2 separate regions of the Sus scrofa genome follow, and region 2 is linked to region 1. A link is a contact called in public Hi-C data. All regions are on one chromosome and are shown on one strand. The core of a region is the stretch at or near the end of the contact, and the rest is flanking DNA. Distances in the headings are between cores, read along the strand shown.

Region 1 (6,002 bases), core at 1,270-3,769:
AGTGTGTGGCTCGCTTGGCTCAGAGGCAGTGAGCAAACAACCTCTGAGCTTCTGGGCTCCATCAAGTGGGATAGTGGTTGGGAATGAGGCCGGTCTGGAGATTGAGGTCTGGTTGGGAGTATCTTGAATGTTGGCTTTTTATTCAATGGCCGGCTGTGTCTGGGACATCCTGCTGAGCTCTGCCAAAGGGTAGGCAGGCTGGCACTCTCCCAGTCCCCAGCCAGGGCAGCAGAAGTGGACAGCACCAAGGTCCCCTGACTCTGAGAGGGCTCTCATCCCATCCCCTGCACACGCAGTTTGTCACACCGAGATTTTCTACCCAGAACCTTTAGCACCTGCTTCCAAGCATCTGTCTTTTGCTCACGGGGGTAGGACCTTCCCCAGCATCGAGGTGGGTGTCTGACCCCCATCAGCAGGAACCCCAGTTCTCATTCTGACTTTCTGACGGGAGATGCAACAGACTGCATCCCTCCAGGGGGTCCTTGGGGTTCATCCCACACACATCACGTGGGAAGAAGGACTTGATTTGTTCAATATTTGTGTAATAAATGCGCCAGTGGATAAATTTATCTACAGAAGAGCCAAGAAAGACGGGGCCACAAAGACAAAGCAAAGCTTTGACACTTTAAAAGATTTTTTTTCTTGGAGTTCCCATGGTGGCTCGGTGGTAACAAATCTGACCAGTATCCATGAAGATGCAGGTTTGATCCCTGGCCTTGCTCAGCAAGTTAAGGATCTGGCATTGCCATGGGCTGCAGACACGGTTCAGAACCCAAGCTGCTGTGGCTGTGGTGTAGGCCAGCAACTACAGCTCTGATTCAACCCCTAGCCTGGGAACTTCCTATGCCGAGAGTGTGGCCTTAAAAAATATTTTTTTTCTTGTTTCCAGATTCTTTAGGTCAGAGCATTCACGAATCTTACATATGTTTATGCTAAAAAAGAAGCAAACTTGTCAATGGCTCTTTTTTAAAGGTAGCCAGTCTGAGGCGGTAAACCACCCTCCAGTTGTCGGCCCAGGGCCTGCAAACTCCTGCGCCAGCGTGGACCACAGGAGTGTCATCTACCAGCGGTGGAGCCAGTGGTGAGACGGGGTGCAGGCAAGGTGGCCGCCTTTGTCCAGAGGTGTCCGGGCCATGATGCTGGAGTTTTGTCGTTCTCAATCGTTCCCTGGCCTCTCTTTCGGAGGGCCCCCCACCCCATCCTCTCCGTCAGGCACGCCTTCGGGTTGTGATTTGCCAAGATTTCACTACCTCCTGGTAGAGTCTCGAGAGCTATGTGTGGCTCGGCTGTGTCTCCCTTTTCCCTCCTGGTGTGACTGAGAGGGGACTGCTGCTCTGGCCAGGGTCCCTGAAGGGGAAAAGCATGGTGTGGCATGGTGCCAGGGAGAGGTGCAGGTGCTGTGTACTGCGTTACTCCTGTAAGCCACTGAGATGGGGAGGGGGTTGTTACTGCTGCATATACGAGCAAAGTGACAATTTTTTTTTTTTTTGGCCTTTTTTTAGGGCTGCACCCACAGCATATGGAAGTTCCTAGGATAGGGGGTGATTTGGAGCTGCAGCTAGCTGCCAGCTTATGCCACAGTCACAGCAGATCTGAGCCGCATCTGTGACCTACACCACAGCTCATGGCAACGCCTGAGTGAGGCCAGGGATCAAACCCATATCCTCATGGATACTATGTTGGGTTCTTAACCCACTGAGCCATCACGGGAACTCCATTAAGCAGTTTATATTTTAAAAAGTTGGCCAACACAGCGTAGGCCAAAGAAAGCATGTGTGGGGCTAGTGTGTTCTTTCCAACAATGACGCCCAGCCCGCCCGCCCGCCCGCCCAGGAGGGCTAACGTGACCTCCGGGCTGCTGGTCCGTCTCTACCTTAGGGAACAGGCCTCCTTCAAAGTGTCTGTACAAGGACAGGCCAGCGCAGCAGGCAGACCCCCAACCCCAACCCCCCACCCCCTGGGCTGGAACCCCTCCTTCCAGCCTCTTTTTGTGGGAACCTTCATCTAACTGGCCTCCTCTTCAAATGCCAGATGTTTGAAAGGAAAATTTTTTTTTTTTTTTGTCTTTTTGCTTTTTTTCTAGAGCCACTCCCATAGCACATGGAGGTTCCCAGGCTAGGGGTCTAATCAGAGCTGCAGCCACCGGCCTACACCACAGCCACAGTAACACGGGATTCAAGCCGCGTCTGCAACCTACACCACAGCTCACGGCAACGCCGGATCCTTAACCCACTGAGCAAGGCCAGGGACCGAATCCGCAACCTCATGGTTCCTTGTTGGATTTGTTTCCACTGCACCACAACCAGAACTCCAAGAACTTTTTCTCAGCGAAAGCTGGTGGGTGAACTGGGGCCTGGCCCAGGCACCGCCTGCATCTGTCCTCCTGACCGCACAGAATTCACTAGAAACGTCTCTGCCAGTAAGGCTTCGTGTCCAGCTCTGTCTGCGCCTCTAAGAGGGGCCTGCCCCTCCCTGGTCTCCTGGCTGGGCCTGCGAGGCCTCGCTGTCATGAGTAAAGAACCCACAGGTCTGTAAATTCGCTATTTTTAGGCCTCGGTGGACTTAAGCCAGTTTCCTGAGTGTAGTAATGACCCAGATATTTTCTTGTGTGGGGCCCTGGGAAGTGACGACGCATGTCTAACATCTTCTCAGAAACCTGAACAGGCAGCTGGTTCACAAAGACGGACGACGAGCCGACCTTCCCTGCGTCTGCTCTGTCACCCGCACCCACTGGGTGAGCTCACCGCCCTGACCCCACGCCAGCAGGGAAGGGTCCCCTCCCAGAAGCGCCTTTCCAGACCAGCTTCTCTTCCAAACGTGGGACTTAGGCGTCCAGGATGTCAGGCTGGGCATCCCAAGCCTAATGTTTCTTAAAGGGGAAGCTGGGAGTTCCCTAGTGGCCTGGCACTTAAAGACCAGGTGTTGTGGCGTTCCCGCCGTGGCTCAGTGGGTTAAGGGGCCCACATTGCTGCAGCTGTGGTGTAGGTCGCAGCTCTGGCTCAGATTCAATCCTTGCCCCTGGAACTTCCATATGTCATGGGTGCAACCAAAAAAAAAAAAAAAAAAAAAAAGAAAAAGAAAAAGAAAAAGAGAAAGAAAAGAAAAGAAGGGTCTGTTGCTGTCACTGCTGTGGCATGGGTTTGATTCCTGGCCCTGGAACTTCCACAAGCTTCAGGCACGGCCCAAAAAACAAATAAGTTAAATAAAATAACACACCACAGGGGCTGCTTCCCGCGCGCCCCCACCGTCTCCATCCGGGAGAAGAAGGCTCTCAATTACGCAGGCCACCAACCCGGTGGACCCTCTGCTCTTCCTTCTGCCTCACCCCCCAGTGGATCCCTGAGATTCTGCCTTCAGACTCTAAGCTCACTGGTTCCCCTCCACCCCACCCTGGTTCCAGCGCCCATATCTGTTCCCATGGAACCGCCGTGGCCTCAGACAGGTTCCCCGCCCAGAGTCCTCCCTCTGCCCGGCGACGTTTCACAGAGCATGCGGCTGACCTGCAGGAGGTGAAAACTGGGTCTCGATTGCTCGGCTCAGGAGCCTGCCATTCTCCATCTCTCGCCCTGTCCTGCGACGAAGGACACAAGTGTCTGTGGGTCTGGAGGCTACACCTGTCTCTGTTGTTACATGTCACATAGAGAAGTTTGTTATTTGGGGGAGTTTCTTTTCCTTTTTCTTCTCTTTACAGCCACACCTGCAGCATATGGAAGTTCTTGGGCTGGGGGTCAAATCGGAGCTGCAGCTGAGTCTCGTGCTACAGCCACAGCAACACTGGATCTTTACCCCACTGAGCGAGGCCAGGGATCAAACCCGCATCCTCAGGGAGATAGCATCAGGTTCTTAAACACCGAGCCACAACAGGACGTCCCAGGTAGAGACGTTTTTGATTTGAAGGATGGTTTAGCACTGATTGGAAGCAGGAGCACTTCCAGCCTGCCCAGCCAAGTCCTGGTTGCACAGCAGCACAAAAGAGATACCCAGAGAGCTTGTCTGGAATGAAGATCAGTTAGAGACATAGAAAAAATTAATTAGTTCATCAGACCTGCAGAGCAGTATTCTCTTCCGTCTGCAGAGAGGTTGGAGCCTGGCCAAGAGCAGAAAGCAGGGAGCTGTGGCCTCAGTGGCATCTTCCCTCCAGTGAGGGGAGGACGTACGTAGGAAGCTAAAGATGCAAAGAAAATTTGAGCTACTTTAAGAACCTCCGAGCATCACATCACAAACGCATGGAGAACAGGTGCTCCGTGCCAGTCACTCTGGCAAATACGTCACATACGTTGATTCTTTCCTTTTTCTTGGCCACACCCTGAGCACGTGGAAATTCCCAGCCCAGGCATCAAATTTGCCTACCTCAGCCACAACCTGAGCCGCTGCAGGCGCAGCCCGAGATCCTTAACCCACTGGGCCACAAGGGAACTCCCTGTATTGATTCTTTTAATCATCACGCAACCCTATGAATGTTACAGCTCTTGTCCCCATTCTGTAGATGAGGAAACTGAGCCCGCCCAGCCTCAGAGTCAGGAAACGGCAGAGCAACGTGACCTGGCTCTGTGGCCCCCCTGTACTTAACCAAATAAACAGATCTGGGTCTGAGAGCAGGCTTTACACCCCAGTTAAAGTTCTACAGCAGAGGGGCATTTCAGCAAAGCCTGGGTTTATTTACCTAGAACTGCTTCCCTGTTGCAGAGCTGATGACCGCCTCGGGCTGTGGCGGACGGGTTTGGGCTGGGCTGCCCAGGACCTCGGGAAGGTCACAGAGCCCCGGGCGGCTTCAGCTGCAGGAAGCGTCTGAGACTCTGGTGTGTAACCTAAACACTCAGCAAGTGCTTCTTGTTGCAGCGGCTTCTCGAGGGAGAAAGGACGAAGTGTAGCCATAAGCGTGACACCGAAAAACCAGAATTTCCCGGTTTCACGTTCAGCGTGTCTGTTCATATCGCAAACTTAGCTCTCGATTTCTCCTAGACTGGGATGCAGAGGGCACAGTAAAACAGGTCGTGGAAACGTCTGCGGTGCTTCTAGGCCAGACCCCCGTCTCACTCGCGGAGGCCGTGGCTCCCGTGTTCTCCAGCCCTCTCGTCCTGCCCCAGGCTCCTCAGCCCAAACCTGGAAGCGCTCTGGTCCCGGCCTCTTCCCTTCCTCCACGTGGAAGCAATTATGGGGCCCGATGATTTTACCTCTGAAACATTTTGTGGCAGAGTCGGTGCTGTGTATTTGCCAGGCCTGCTTCCTTTCTGTTCTGGGCTTTTGGCTTGGCGGCACTTTCTAGACTCCCTTGGATGAGCTGGGACCACCAGCCGGAGATCTGGTCCCCAGGATGTGGGCTGAAGACATGCATGCCCCTGCCCGCCCACCAGGCCTGCCCCAGACCTCCTCCAGCAGGACGCTCCAAACTGCTTCCTCTCTCTCCAGGGACCCCTGCAGAGAATCAGCAGAGCCCACCAGCAGGGACCCTTGGGCCTCCTGAGCCTGCATCCCCGAGGGACCGCAGGGAGTCCCCGCCCTCCCCGCTCCCAGGCCCCATCAGGCCCACTCGGGGCTGGGGTGTGAATGAGACATGAAGTCACTCGTCCTGCCACAGCAACGACAGCCACTCACCTAATAGTTGATCTTCTAAATGTTCCTTGCCGAAGCTAACACGAGCTGGAGTTCTGGCCCCTGGGATGTGGGCCCTGTACTGATTGTCCGTTTCTCTCGACAGGCCACGTCCTCCTAATCTCTCTCCCTACCTTCACGCACCCTGGGCCTCTCAATCCCGTCTCCCAAGGCAGAGCAAGCCTCTGAAAACAACATAGACCCTGGCTCCTCCGCGTCCATCTTTTCACGGGACCGCCAGGAGCCTCCCTGGGGCTGCAGCGTGGAGCACGGCCCTCCCAGGCCTTGGTCTACAACGCCAGCCTCGGACTGTGTGTCTGCGGCTCTCCTGGGCTGGCCTTGGGGGGTGCCGCCCTGTCTCTCCCCGGGCCTGGAACATTCTGCCCGCCGCCTTCCCAATCGTCTTCCTT
Region 2 (6,002 bases), core at 2,315-4,814, 920 kb before region 1:
CCTGCTCATTTGAGCAGGGGTGTCCAGTGAGGGTCCGGTTCCCCACGCTTCTCTGTGACCCAGACAGAGGAGGGCGAGGCGGGAGGCACACCCGTCAGGAGGTGGTGGTTGGTGTCCCGGGACAGGTAGGAATCAAGATACCCACAGTGTCAGGGTTGGCATCTGGGTGTGGTGACAGGGGCTCCAGATATGGTGGCAGGAGTTGCAAATCCTAGGCGTGTGTTTGGGACATGAGACTTCCAAGTGGAGGCGGCAGGGAGCCTCTGGGCAAAAGTCAAGTTCATGCAAAATGGGGCTGAAGGTAGGAAGCAGATGGAGTGGGGAGGGTATTTAAAGCAGGTGGCGGGGTTCCTGTCGTGGCTAAGCAGAAAGGAATCCGACTAGGAGCCATGAGGACGCAGGTTCAATCCTTGGCCTCACTCAGTGGGTTTAGGATCCGGCATGGCTGTGAGCTGTGTAGGTCACGGATGCAGCTTGGATCCTGTGTTGCTGTGGCTGTGGTGTAGGCCGGCAGCTGTAGCTCTGATTCAACTCTTAGCCTGCGAACCTCCGTATGCCGTGGGGGTGGCCCTAAAAAGCAAAAAATAAATAAATAAATAAAAATAAAATAAAGCACAGGGTCATCTCAGAAGAAAAGTAACTTCCCTTACTCACTGTGTCCTGTGATTTGAAGATGAGCAGGAGCAGGTGCAGGAGGCGGGCCAGGTGGGGCAGGAGGGGTGCGGCACCTGGCCCGGGCCTGGATGGGGTCTGGAGGGTCGGAGGGCAGGCGGCAGCCACCTGCGCTGCTCAGGCCGCGAGGTCCGGGGAGGAGGGGGCGGATTTCGTCTCCTGCGGCCGGTGCTGAGCCTGCTGAGCCTCCCCCAGGGAACCGCAGGCTCTGCTCTCACTGACTCTCCTGAGCCCAGGACACCCCCTGTTGTGTAGGGTCTCCACCAGGCTCTCACCCCAGGCACCCTGAACGCCTCAGCTCCCAACTCCATGGATGTTTGTCTGATGTTTCCCTGAAGTCCAAGCCAACATCGATTAGATTTTTTAAAGCAGCCTTATTAAAAACGCAGGAAGGAGTTCCCGTTATGGCTCAGGGGAAATGAATCTGACTGGCCTACATGAGGACGCAGGTTCGCTCCCTGGCCTCGCTCAGTGGGTTAAGGGTCCAGCGTTGCCGTGAGCTGTGGTGTAGGTCGCAGATGCTGCTTGGATCCTGCGTTGCTGTGACTGTGGTGTAGGCCAGCGGCTACAGCTCTGATTCGACCCCCAGCCTGGGAACTTCCACATACCCTGAGTGTGGCCCTTAAAAAAAAAAATTAAAAAAAAAAAAAACACAGCAAAACCTGAAAGGAGGTAGCCATCCAGAGAGGAGAGGGCTCAGGGTTACACCTGCTGACCTGCCGACTGGTTGGGGAAAGAGGGCTGCTAGGCCACAGGGTACAAGGCCCTGTAGGGGGCATTGAGGAGGGGGCTCGTCCTCTCCTAGTAGGGGCAGGAAGGGGTGGGCTCTAGTGGGGCAGCGGGTATTACAAGGAGCCGGTGGGGCGATGACGAGGGTCTGGTCATTCTTGTCTGGACCAGAGGCTTGAGTTCAGTCTCCTTGCAGGGCCCTTGGAGCCCAGCAGTTTCTAGAGAGAGAATAGTTTTCACAACGGCAGGGTTTCTTCTACTGTGTGGACGCACCTGCCAGCCCCACCCCTGACCAGCGCAGGAAGGTCACAGGACACTTGATCCTGAGCCGCTGTCATTTGGGGAGGCTCCCGTCAATAATCCAAAGGCTGGCAGGACTGCTCTCAGTACCCCGAGGAGGGCTGTTGGGGACAAGCTGCCAGTGCAGGCTATGTCCTTGCTCCAGAGCCTCGTCAGTGCAGAAACATCTGGAAAAGCAGAGTTGAGTTCTCTTGTGGCGACGGCCGTGCTCTAGAGTCACGCTATCTGTTCCGGAGCTGTCATCGGCCGAGAGAGAAACCAGACAACCAAATAGGACCCGAGTCCTGCCTTTAAATGCTCAGAGGCTTTGTGAAATGTGATCAGCGCCTCCTGCAGGTCAGTTCGTAGCCACTCTTCCAGCCCGAAACTCAAGGACCTTGAGGGTCGAAGTGGGAGCTCCCTTCAGGGAAAGAGGAAAAGGGCAAGGCCCTGGCAGGTGCAGCCTCCTCTCTGAAAGCCTGAACCCCAGGACAAGCCGTTATTTGCATATTGACAATCTGTTTGCTAAATCAGCAGTGGAGCAGAAAACAGAATTTTTGAATCATTTGCTCTTGACCTTTCTTATTTCATATTTTGAAAGAAACTCAAATTTAGCTCCTATCATCTTGGCAATCATTCAGAATAATATTTTTAATGTGTCTATTTGTTTAGGAATGAGGAAATGAGGTTTCTGGATATTGATGCAATTTTGAAATGCATAACTATTCTCAGTAGAAATATGGGCATTGAAAAAACTAAAGATAAATGCAATTTCAGAAACTGTAAGTTCACTTTCTTTTTTCTGTCTATCTTTAGCTGTACATCCCATTTTTAATGCACTTAAGAAAAAGGAGGCATTCCCGTCAGGGCTCAGTGGAGACAAATCTGACTAGGAAGCATGAGGATGCAGGTTCGATCCCTGGCCTCGCTCTGGGGGTTAAGGATCAGGTGTTGCCGTGAGCTGTGGTGTAGGTCACAGACGTGGCTCGGATCCCAGTGTAGGCCGGCAGCTCTGATTCAACCCCTAGCCTGGGAACCTCTATATGCTGCAGGTGTGGCCCTAAAAAGACAAAAAAAGAAAAAGAAAAGAAAAAGGAAATGCTTTTTATTGTGAATGGTGTGTTTTTATCCACAGGTTGAGCTTTGCATTACGTCCTTACCTGGCATTTCTTTCCACTCAAATTCCACAGTCTGACCAAGTGAGGAGAAAGGAGAGGGGGAAAGAAATCTTAAAATAAGAAAACCCTTGCTCCTGGTGTTCAAGTTGACTTTTTTTAATCCTGTTCAAGTGTGTTCAGTGGAAACTACATTGACTTTTTTCAGCTCTCTTGCGCCACTCCTCGCGGGAGGGGCCTGCAGCTGCCTGAGCGTCCCAGCAGGGGGCGCGCTGCACCTGGCTCGTGCACCCAGAACCGGGCACCCATCCAGAGGCCCTCCTACACCCAGCAGATAAACACAGGTTTAGGAGGGAAGAGAAACAAAGGGATAGCAAGGTATATTTCAGACGAACCCAATGCCTCTTCTTCCCAAACATGCTTCCCCTGAAACTTCCGTGGAGAGAAAGGCTGCAGTCGGCTGGTGGCGGCGGCAAGGCTTCCAGAAGGCTTGGAAGGGTCTCCAGCCTGGACGTTTTGAGAGCTGAGAAATCCCAGCCTTCCCCTTTCACCTGAGCGTGGTGCAACTCACCTGACTCACTGGGGCTGGGGGCACAGGGCTGCCTCTCAAAAGGAGGTTGCATCAGGATGTCAGCATTCTCTTGGGATTCTAATTGGCTCTTTGCACCCCCTGGGGCTCGCGTTTGTCTCAGTGTAGCAGGGATGTAACAAGCCACGGATGTTATAAATGGTATTTCTATGAGTCACCTCAGGAATTTTGAATTTTGCGGGGCTCAAAACTTTTTTCTACAGAAAATACAGACAATGCCCGAGCAGATAATGAGAATCTCAGCTCAGGAGCTGGAGACAGTTCCTTTGCCTTAGCAGAGGCCACGCTTGACTCAGCAATTCAGTAGGATCCTGGTGGTTTGTTATTTGACACCATTTATTTCCTTCACCACTAGAATGAAATTATTCTGATGGTTTGCTTTTACTCCTATTGTTTTCCCGTTGTTGTTTCTGGCGTTTTTGGGAGGTGGGGAAGTGGGAATTTGCTTTAAATGTTCATACACAGTTATCATCATGTTCTGTTAACCACTGAAGCAATTAATTTCATGCGATTAACTTTGTAGAATGTTTGCTTGCTCGTTTGTCAAGAAAGACTTTTTTTTTTTAAAGAGCCGAATCTGCACTCTCTGGAAGATGCTGGGCCAGGGGTCCAGAGCTGCAGCTGCAGGCCTACACCACAGCCACAGCAGTGCAAGATCCAAGCCGCATCTGTGAACTATGCCACAGCTTGCGGATCCTTAACCCACTGAACAAGGCCAGGGATCAAACCCGCATCCTCGTGGACACTATGTCAGGTTCTTAACCTGCTGAGCCACTGAGCCACAATGGGAACTCCAAACGTTTTGTTTGTTTGTTTTGTTTTTAGGGCCGAACCCGTGGCACATGGAGGTTCCGAGGCTAGGGGTCTAATTGGAGCTACAGCTGCCAGCCTACACCACAGGCACAGCAACACCAGATCTTTTACCCACTGAGGCCAGGGATCAAACTCGCATCCTCATGGATACTAGTCTTGTTCGTTACCGCTGTGCCACTGCGGGAACTCCCTTCCCCTCCTTCTTTATTGTTCCCGAGTTCCCGCATAAACTCCCACCACAAATCCCCGCCAGCACCTCCTCGCAGTCAGGCTGGCATCACCTTGAACTCAGCCCATCCCTTTCGGAGGCCTTCGTAAATCTCTCTTGCTTTACCGCCTTGGCCTCACACATTCCTCCCTCTGCAGACCTAACAAGGATAGGGCAGCAAGAACACTATCAGCTGTCACTGTCCCTGGCCTGGGTCACAGGGACCGTCTTCCAGAGACCCTCTGCAGCGACTTCACCGCGCCCCATCCAGGCCCCGTCCGAGGGCCCTGGTGGCACAGAGCTGGCGGCGGCAGAGGTTGGATGCCAACTAGGTCTCTGGCCTCAGCCTAGAACCTGCCTGGTTTTCACAGCCCAGGGCAGCCCCTCACCCACTGTGTGCATCCGCGTGTGATGTTTCTTCTTCTGCAGGAAGGAAAACAGCACGGTCTTAAGAGCTTCGTGTTTAGTTTACTTCCGCTTGATCAGATTTTACCCCAGACATTCCCTCAATGTTTCTGCTTGAGCTCAGATTGGATTATGCATTTCTCTTCTGAATGACTGAGCTGGTAGACTTAGTCAACCTTTACTCCCAAAAATCTCTAAGAGCAGTTAACACCAACCATTTCCAGTCATTATTTAAAAGTCAGGAGTTCCTGTCGGGGCTCAGTGGTTAACGAATCCAGCTAAGAACCATGAGGTTGCGGGTTCAGCCCCTGGCCTTGCTCAGGGGGTTAAGGATCCGGCGTTGCCATGAGCTGTGGTGTAGGTCACAGATGCAGCTCGGATCTGGCGTTGCTGTGGCTCTGGCGTAGGCCGGGGGCTACAGCTCCGATTAGATCCCTAGCCTGGGAACCTCCATATGCTGAGGGAGCGGCCCTGGAAAAGGCAGAAAGACAAAAAAAAAAAAAAAAAAAAAAAAAGTCTATTTCGGCCCAACGATTAATTTAAAATTAGAAATAATTCTTAAGCATCCTTCAATAATTAGGGCTTGTTTGAAATTTAAAACAGTAAAAAGGGCATTCCCACTGTTGCTCAGTGAGGAGGCAGGTTCAATCCCTGGCCTCACTCAGTGGGTTAAGGATCTGGCCTTGCTGGGGCTGTGGTGTAGGCCCTTAGCCTGGGAACTTCCATATGCTGCAGGTGCGGCCCTAAGAAGAAAAAAAACTTTCAAACAGTAAAAGTAAGTTTGTAGAAATGATACATTTACTTTTAAACTTAGTCATATTCACTTTCTTATCAACATTTACAGCTACCAAAATAAATACTAATTTATTATTTTATTTTATTTTATTTTATTTTGTCTTTTGTCTTTTTTTTAGGGCTGCACCTGCAGCCTCACAGATGAAGTTTCAAGGAGCATGAATTCATACTCATACTCACAAAATTATTAAACAGAGGCAAACCCACTCCATGAGTGAGCAGATCCAGAAAAAAAGCAGACTATGTTTGAAGTCAGTATTTGAGGTATGGAGTTTGTGTATGTTTTATTTACCAGGTTTGGAATAAGTAAGATAATTGTCTTTAATATGTTTAAAGAAATAAGAGGAGAATATGAAGTATGACAAAAGAATAAGAGATTAGGAGCATTTATCAGACA

The links. Hi-C and Micro-C count contacts between places; a contact is called where the count stands out from the background.
Region 2: a contact with region 1 is called in a Hi-C map of embryonic fibroblasts, with 2.9 times the contacts expected there. The contact joins two enhancer-like sites. A contact is called at or near these places in 6 of 47 Hi-C or Micro-C datasets (embryonic fibroblasts, epiblast stem cells, fetal liver and 3 more).

Annotation. Positions count from the first base shown.
Region 1 is chr16:75,270,083-75,276,084 of Sscrofa11.1, reverse strand. No RefSeq gene overlaps it. Among named protein-coding and RNA genes, the nearest start is that of PAPD7, 13 kb to the right of the region's middle. Within about 2 kb of position 2,519, at least 5 of the 83 cell types and tissues checked have an H3K27ac peak or open chromatin away from gene starts, as enhancers often do. A contact at or near this core is called in embryonic fibroblasts, where this site is marked.
Region 2 is chr16:76,188,398-76,194,399 of Sscrofa11.1, reverse strand. No RefSeq gene overlaps it. Among named protein-coding and RNA genes, the nearest start is that of ICE1, 63 kb to the left of the region's middle. Within about 2 kb of position 3,564, at least 8 of the 83 cell types and tissues checked have an H3K27ac peak or open chromatin away from gene starts, as enhancers often do. A contact at or near this core is called in embryonic fibroblasts, where this site is marked.